Linked DNA regions of Mus musculus: region 2 is linked to region 1. Evidence: chromatin contacts called from public HiChIP or PLAC-seq data. All regions are on one chromosome and are shown on one strand. The core of a region is the stretch at or near the end of the contact, and the rest is flanking DNA. Distances in the headings are between cores, read along the strand shown. Region 1 has its middle 29 kb from the start of Nabp1. Region 2 overlaps Gm17767 (predicted gene, 17767).

Region 1 (4,313 bases), core at 1,155-3,654:
GTGTCTAAGCACCTGCTCTGTCTTTTGGCACAGATGAGATGGGTTTTTACTGACTGACTGTCCCCTTTGTATGGTGATTACATGCCAGGTCAAGGGTCCCTGGAAAAACCTCCTCGTGTGTAGATGGCTGACCTTTCCCCTTGTAAGTCCTTACTTTCATAACAACTTTACTCAAGAGAGAAGTTCTTAAGAGGCAACCAAGAGCTCAGTACTGAGTGAGTTGCTCTATGCTGCAAGGATCCACACCTGGGGCTCCCTTCCACTTAAGAAACTTGGGTGTTGCTCAATTTCTATCTACTTCAATTTGGTTTAAAGGTTTTTATGTGTGATCATAAAATTAGTATAACTTATCAGAGAGCAACAACAACAACAAAGAGAAGACGAGAGAGTTAGTGTCCTGTCCAGAAGCGTGTTTGTGTTTGGACATGGTCTCCTCCAGGCACTTTCAGTTTTGTTTTTGAATGCAGTTGAAACACTCCCTTATGTGCCTCCAGTCCCAACGTAGACTACACATAGCAATTTATATATATATATAGAGAAAGAAGCCATAAACATAGGTTTACTTTGTTAAAGTGCACCCATCTTTGGAACACGACTCCTGGGATCAGTCGCTTTATTGTAACTGGTACAACAGTAAATTTACATCTTGATGTCTTTAATCATCATTAAATGATTAAATATAGTGTGGTATTTATTCTTCTGTCAGAGGTACACAAATATACTTTAGATCTGCATAACTGAAACCAGTAATGTACAATAGGAAGAAATTCAGCTGTCTGGGAAACTTAGCTAGATGGCCTAAACAGACAATATCTAGTTAAAAATGGTTACCTCCCAACTGTGTAGCAAGCACACTCCTGGTGAGATTGACCACAATTCTTGCTCTTGAGAAGGGCTCTGCTTGATCTAAGCTAATTATGGTAGTTGAGTCAGTTCTTTTTGTGAATTGCCATAGTAACCAACCCAAGAATGAGCTTGTAGCCATTCCCCAAACCAGAAGCTCCTAAAGTTGCTTTGCTGGCAGTAGCAATATGGAAATGGGCACTTTCTCTAAGTGGTCAGAAGCAGTGTAGTAAAAGGGTTCCCTTCACCTATGAGCTAAGATTTACATTTGTGTTTTAGAACTACTGTTTCCATTTTGTTACTGTGTGCTATGAAGGTGAGTGATTGTAGTCCCCAGACTTTGTATTGAAATTCAGTATGCAACACTACAGTACTAAGAGGTGGGGGTTTTAGAAGGTGGTTGGGCCATGAAGGCTCAGCAGCAGGAAGGACATCAGTGCTCTTACAGGAAGCTCCCAAGAGAACGTTTCCTTTGCCATTTTGCCCTGGAAGGCTGTTGCAAACTTTAGCTGAGAACAGGCCCATCTTACTCTCCAGACTCCAGATCTGGGAGAAATAAATGTCTACAACTTATCAACTAGTCTGAGAATTGTGATATTGCAACACTACCAGATGAAGCCACTGTGGCAAAGTGGGCCTGGTGCTTAATGCAGCCCATGGAAGGAGAGCAGGCATGAGGGAGGGAAAGCAAAGCTAAGTCTTGTGAGTGTGCACCTGTACTCTCAGCCCTTGGGAGGGTAATGCAGAAGTTTTGCAAATTTAAAAAAAATTAAGTTTTAATCTTATTTTATGTGTGTGTTTTGCCTGAATATATGCATGTTCACCGTGTATGAGCCTGGTGCCTGTGGAGACTGGAAGAGGGCACTGGATCTGCTGGAACTAGAGATACAGAGGGTTGGAAGCCATTCTGTGAGTATTTGGAATTAAATTTGGGTCTTCTGCAAGAGCATCAAGTACCCTTAACCACTGAGCCATCTTTCTAGCTCTTAGGAATGAAGACTGAAGGCAGTCTGGGCTACACATTATTTCAGGCTAGAATGTGCTGCATAGAGTTTGTGTCTCAAACTAAAATCAAACCACCCCAAACTAAAAATAAAGTAGCTGGATTCCTGAAGTTTTTCTGGGTCTGAGTTAGTAATTGTGATGTCTGTTTAGGCTGTTTTTATTTATGTCTCCATTTACCTGAAACTGAAAGTACAGATGCTTTTCTGTGGTCTGCTGGAGACACCAATATGTTGTTAGCACAGAAGGTCCAGGAGTTTTGTGTGGTTCTAAAGCATGAGACACCAGGCCTGCCTGTGCTGGAGTCACAGGCAGAGGGTACAGAGTGCCAATCTGAGACTACTTGGTAAGATTGAGCATTTGTAACAGTCGGCATGAGTCTGAGAGACTGATGGAACAGAGACCTGAAGTGTGAAGCTCTGGTTAGCCTTAGGAGGAACCATTAGAGCCAGTGAAGGAGCTGCTAGAGGGACAGGGAGAGAGGCAGAATATTGATGTATCAATGCGCCTAGTGATAAAAAGTGTCCTTGAAGAGCTGGTATTCTCTGACATCACATGATCCAGAGGCATGATGAGGTTGGTAATTTGGTTGCAATTGGTGACTCAGCAAAAAGACAGAAACAAGCAGTAAGGAGCCCTGGATATTAAAAGATTTGTGACAAACAGTGGCTAAACAAAACTTTCCAAAGACAGGCTGAGCAAAATAGGAAACCATAGTGATATCTACAAGATGTAGTAGGTTTGTTTATTTGTTTTTCATCTATTTCTATTTGCTCTGTAGAAAATTCCAAAATGTAAAAAATTCCTGGGTTAGGGATATAGCATACTGGAGAGAACTCAGGTAAAATATGTGAGACCCTGGGATCAGTACCCTGTGGCATACATACCACATATACAGACACACAGATATACACAAACACATACAGACACACAGAGACACACAGACACACACACAGACATTCACAGACACACACAGACACATAGACACAGACACATAGACACACACAGACACACACACACACACACACACACACACACACACACACACACACACACTACATTTCTGGAGATTCCAAGTATTTTCTGTGTTCATTATGAATGACTGGTTGCCAAGCAACACTGACTCTTTTCATTTCCTGAAAGACGGGTAATAGTGAGAAAAGCACAGGATGAGTCAGAGAAGTCACCTGTCTAGAAAATGACTATTTTCTATGGCTTGTGAAGGCTGGCTCCATCACTGCAGAGCTAGTGGTTAGTCAGGGAGGTGTTATATCCTAGTGGTTCTAGTTCTCTGTTGCCATGATAAAGTTCTGACCAAAGCAATGTGAGAGAGGAAAGAGTTTACGTCTTATGGTCTATCAGCAAAGGAAGCTAAGGCAGGAACTAGAGATAAGAATCTGGAGGCAGGAACTGAATCAGAGGCCATGGAAGAGTGCTTCTTACTGACTCACTTTGTCTGGCTTGCTTAGACACTTTGCTTAAATAGCCCAGGCCCATCTGCCCAAGAATAGTATGGCTTATAGTGGACTAGACCTTCATAAATCATTTAGCAATTAAGAAAGTGTCGCTTAAGCACACAGACAGGCTAATCTGATGGAGACAATTCTGATGGTGTTAAGCTGACAAAAAATGGCACCATTTTCTTAGCATATTGAGGAAAGTCTGGTGTTGCTCTAGCTCTCAAGCTTGTCCTATAGGTGCAGCATTCAAACTTCAGGGAGCAAGGCAATAACTGATTGCTGAAAATACCTGGATTTAGCAGAACTCTGATGAACAAGGAAACAAACAACACCAGGGGCTGTTGGATTCTTGAGGAGCCTCCTAACAAAGACGAGTGCTCTCGGGATGACTCCATCAATAAACTCAGTTCCTAATGTCTGTTCCTTTGGGCACTACTTGCATGAGGACTCAACTTTCCCTCTCTACAATCTGGTCTGCCTCTTGCTTTCGTGACTAATCATCTATCTGGTTTTTTTTTTCTTTCAAACATAGTCTGCTATACTTGATTAAGGTTCTGCTTATAACCAAATGCTACTTCTGCCTCCTTGAGACTGCTCCCAGTCCCTCTGACCAGAGTTTTAAGTGTACACAAACATTCCCTTGAGACACTTTTAAAGCCAACCTTTGGAGTCTATTCTCCTCACTGAAAAAGTTCCTGTAGATATTTTGTAGTTCATTCATTTCATAAATAACTATTATGTACCTACTAGGGGTGGGGACTATGCTAAGCACCGGGATATGGTTAACAAGAGGTATATTAGTTATTTCACTGTTATGTGGTCAGATACGTGACAGAAGCTAGCTCATCATTTCATCTATCCAGTGTGGTGGGGAGGGTGTGACTGAGAAAGGCATAGCTCACTGTGGTGGGAAAGAAGGAGAGGAGACATTTGAATGCTGCGCTGGTCTCCTCATTTATGCAGTTCAGGCTTCTAGACTATGGATGTATTTTCTACGTTTAGAGTGGG
Region 2 (4,313 bases), core at 479-2,978, 120 kb before region 1:
GGGAATCACCTCTTTTTAGGTACACGGTCTCACACTTATTTTGCTTTCTACAATTTCAATCACTTGAGCTCAAATGTGATACAAATTATTAAATGGAAAGTTTCAGAAATAAACTGAGTGTAAGTTTGAAATTGTGGTCTGCTTGAGTAATGTGATAAAATAGCCTGCCATCTCACTCTGCCCACCTAGGGCATACATCTCCACACTTTCATTTAACTTTATTTAAATGCACTGTTTCTTGCAATAATAGTATTTACTTAATTTTTCTATTTCATTTGTTATTTCTTTTATCTCACTGTGCTGTTCAGCAAAGGCCCAGGTAACCTTCACACTTGTGAACAATTTACTTACCACCTCCCAGTGTTTATAGAAGTAGTTAACACTGTGTAGTTAACGATGCTTTGCTAGTTTATTACAGCATGTCTGCACTTGGTGTGCTATCATGTGATTGGTTTTTTCTTGGAATCTGTGTGTAGACTATTGGGACTTTTAGACAATTAGGTGCTGGTCTCTTCTGTATTCATCACATATTCATCTACTGGGGATTTTGGCATTTATTGTTCACACCAGCTTGGAGAGTTAAGCCAGTGTAATGTAAATGTCTTTGGACCCCACTCTTCCTTTATTGGTAGAGAACAGATAAAAGTTTCCTCTACGTTTGGGGTTTAAAGTTGTGTTTAAGGACAACTTAAATTTTTTTCCAAAATATGGTTTAGTCAAGGATAGAAGGTAAAGAAATATTACTATCTTAGGAAAGATTATAAAGAAGATTTTATGCGAGGAAAGGAACATGATATTAAACTTTTATACCGTAGTTTGGGAAATTTTAATCCGTGGGTGACAGATTATGGGGTATAACAGAATTAAGAGGATAACACTCATTTTATTCACTGCGGTTTCAGTTACCTGTAATCAACTGTAGTCTGAAATTATTAAATGCAGAATTTCAGTTGCTGGGGATATGGCTCAGTTGGTAGTGTTTGCAATCCCTGGCACCGTGGTAATGTGTGCCTGTAATCCCAGCACTTAAGAGATAGAGCTGGAAGGATCAGAAGTTTAATGACACCATTGGCTATATATCAAGTTTGAGGCTAACCTGGAATACATGAAGCCCTGTATTAAAATCAACCAACCAATCCATAAATAACTAAAAAAAAAAAAAAAAAAAAGTAAGACATGCCATTCTGAGTCCTGTGATGAAAATTTGCGTCATTCTGCCTCATTCACCAGAGACAAGAACTATCCCTTGGTCTGGTGTAGCCAAGCTGCATGCCACCTGCCTATTAGTTATTTCATAGTCTCACCCCCATTACATCACCACTCTCCTGACCACTGTGCTTGTGCTCAGTTACTCTTATTTTATTTAATAATGGCAGCAAAGTGCACAGCAGTGATGCTAACAGCTCAGCTGTGCCAAAGAGAAGCTGTAAAGTGAAATGTTGAAAGTCCTTAATTTAAGTAGAAAGAAAGAAAAGAAAAGGAGAGGAAAGGAAAGAAGCCATGTTACTGAGTTTGCTGGGATCTCTGGTAAGAATGATTTTTTTGGTGAAAGTATAAGGAAGGGAAAAGAAGTGTGTACTGGTTTTGCTGTCTCGCCTCAAGCTCTAAAAGCTATAACCACAGTTTGTGTCAAGCATTTAGTTAAAAGAGAGAGAAAAAATCTGACTGTGGATGGAAAATGTGTCTGAACTGACAGTTGTGTGCTGGGCCAGCAAGCACTGAGCTGCTCTGAAGGGTTGGGCAAAGGATGTGTGAAGCAAGTGCTGCCATCAAGCTCTCCTGTAAGCAAGGGATGCTTGCATGTGTTCAAGGAAAGATGAAAGGTATAAAGATTAGTGGGGAGACTACTAGTCAAGTCCTTTGCTGTGTCTAATTTATAAATTAGACATCATAGGCTTGTGTGTATGAGATAAAACCTGGCACAAACTGGGGTTGTTGGTAGATACTCCCAGTAGGTGATCATAGGACACGTCAGTCAAAACATCATTCTGCTGGCTAGTGCTATGTGCATGTGTGTGGTGAGTATGCTGACCTGTTGTGGGACTGTGTGGAGGCCAGAGGTTGACTTGGGTGCTTCCTCTATTACTTTTCAATTTATGTATTTGTCTGTCTATCTATCTATCTATCTATCTATCTATCTATCTATCTACCTATCATCTATGTATCCATCTATGTCTCTATCTATTTGGGCCAGGGCATCTCACTGAACCTGGAGCCCTCTGTTTCGGCTAAATTGGTTGCTAGTGAGTATCTGGGATACGCTTGTCTCTGGTGTGTGCCATCACATCTGGGTATCAAAACTCTGGCCCTCATGGCGCATAGCCCGATAAATACCTTGACTTTCTGAGAAAGCTCCCAGTTAAGCTGTGGATGTATTAAATTCTTGCTTTTGTATCTCAGTGCTTAACACACCAATCAATATTTTGGAATGAGTCAGTGGCTCTCAGCCTTTCTCCGGCCTCGAAACTATGGGGGGTTCTTGCAGCACTGGTTGTGGAGTTGCCCCCAGGGACTCTGACTTGGCTGGTGTGGCAGGGTGGTGATGGTGGTGAGGGTGATGGATACAGTGGTGTTGGTGGTAGTTGTGGTGGTGGCTGTGGTGGTGGTGATGGTAATCCAAGGATTTATTTCTAACCCGTTGCTAGGGTTACCCACAAGGTTTTGTGAGGACCTACACTTGTGGTCAGTGAGTGGGTAACGCTCTAGTGCTTTCTTCCCTAAGTGAATATTTGCATATGTTAAAGGGGTAAAAACCTGTCCACAGCTTTGAGGTAGCCTTACTTTGTCATCATTTCTAGTTTTTTTTCCCCCTTTAAAATGTATCTTTTAGGAATTGAAACAGAAAATTGTATCTCTTCAGTAATATCTGTCCTATAATATTTTATTGTTTATTTCATTTACAGTGTGAATTCTCTAGAGACAAAACAATTGGGATATTTGAGAGGTCCCTGTTGGTAAAGGAATGTTCCACAACTCTGTACCAGTATGGAGTCACCATCTGATGGGAATTGTCTCCTTTTAACCTAGAGGTTACAATTTGGTTTGCATTTTTCTGCTTGGCTGCTTAATTTCTTTGTCATACTCCCCAGTGGATACAAATATTAAAGTCAGGCAGACAAGATGGCTCATGGGATAAAAAGCTCTTGCCGTGCAAACCTGATGAACTGAGTTGGCTCCCTGGAGCCCACATAAAAGTGAAAAATACTGACTCCATGAAGCTGTCTTCTAGCCTCTGAATGAGTGCTGTAGTATGTGCGTGCGTATGCGCACACGCACACACACTCACACACACACACACACACTCACGCACACACACACTCACGCACACATACACGCACACACACATACCCACACACACACATGCACACAAACCCAGACTAATTTTTTTATTAAAGGGATGTCTTCATATGCTGTTGCTGAGAACATACCATGATTAAGATGGGTAAATTTACTCAGTAATTTATCCTGTCTGTCTAGGACTTAGAAGAGATGCATTCTACTGTACGAATAAACATAACACACATCTAGTATGTACTTCAGGAGTAAACTTGTATGTGTGTGCACATGTGTAGTACTGGGAACTAAACCCAGGACATGATGCGTACTAGACAAGTGTCCTACCAGTTTTACCAGTGAGCTATCCTAAGACATATTTTTACTATTTTAAAATTTAGTAATAGTTATTATTATCATTAGTATTAATTATTATTTGTGTGTGTGTGTGTGTGTGTGTGTGTGTATGTTGCTCAGGCTGACCTTGAAATTTTGGACTTCTTGCCTAGGTCTTCAGGTAGCATGATTACCAGGCCTGTGCCATCAGCCCAGCCAGAAAATGATTTGTGAGAGTAGCTGACTGCTCTGCATTTCTTTCTAGAGGATCACACACAGGGACAGGCGGCTCCCACATTAAGCCCCATCACATACAGGGATTGTACATATAGAATTGAGCCAACGCACAGAGCCCCGTCAGAGGGCACTGGTCACCTGTCTATACATCTTTTCAACCTAAAAAAAAATCTTTCTTTGCATTTCAGGATAGAGTACCTTTCCTCAAAAAATATTACTTTATATTTTTGAGTTTGGATATAGTAATAGTATCGGGTGGCAAAATCATGAAAGGTGTTGGTTTGATTTATTGTACTCTCACAAAAGTGTACAGAGGATTACTAAAAATATTTTCCTAGGGCTAAGGAACTTCCATTTTGGTGACACTGCTGAATTTGCCTATGTGTCTGGGCTGGCAGAAGGGGTCCTTTAAGCAAGAACTCTTGGTAATGAACTCTTGCAATGACCGCTCTTGCACAACTACTCAA

The links. HiChIP or PLAC-seq counts read pairs in DNA pulled down with a chosen protein or histone mark.
Region 2: a contact with region 1 is called in a CTCF HiChIP or PLAC-seq map of CD8 T cells, with 8 read pairs. The contact joins two enhancer-like sites. A contact is called at or near these places in 2 of 15 datasets of contacts at CTCF or cohesin (CD8 T cells and the G1E-ER4 cell line), 8 of 484 Hi-C or Micro-C datasets (CD8 T cells, bone marrow-derived macrophages, liver and 1 more), 5 of 115 datasets of contacts at active chromatin or transcription factors (the HPC-7 cell line, a beta-TC-6 cell line, bone marrow-derived dendritic cells and 2 more) and 2 of 9 other capture datasets (bone marrow-derived macrophages and embryonic stem cells).

Annotation. Positions count from the first base shown.
Region 1 is chr1:51,447,707-51,452,019 of GRCm38.p6, reverse strand. No RefSeq gene overlaps it. Among named protein-coding and RNA genes, the nearest start is that of Nabp1, 29 kb to the left of the region's middle. Within about 2 kb of position 2,404, at least 26 of the 459 cell types and tissues checked have an H3K27ac peak or open chromatin away from gene starts, as enhancers often do. A contact at or near this core is called in CD8 T cells, where this site is marked.
Region 2 is chr1:51,568,141-51,572,453 of GRCm38.p6, reverse strand. All of the region lies in intron 3 of Gm17767 (predicted gene, 17767), which reads left to right. Among named protein-coding and RNA genes, the nearest start is that of Gm17767, 26 kb to the left of the region's middle. Within about 2 kb of position 1,728, at least 13 of the 459 cell types and tissues checked have an H3K27ac peak or open chromatin away from gene starts, as enhancers often do. A contact at or near this core is called in CD8 T cells, where this site is marked.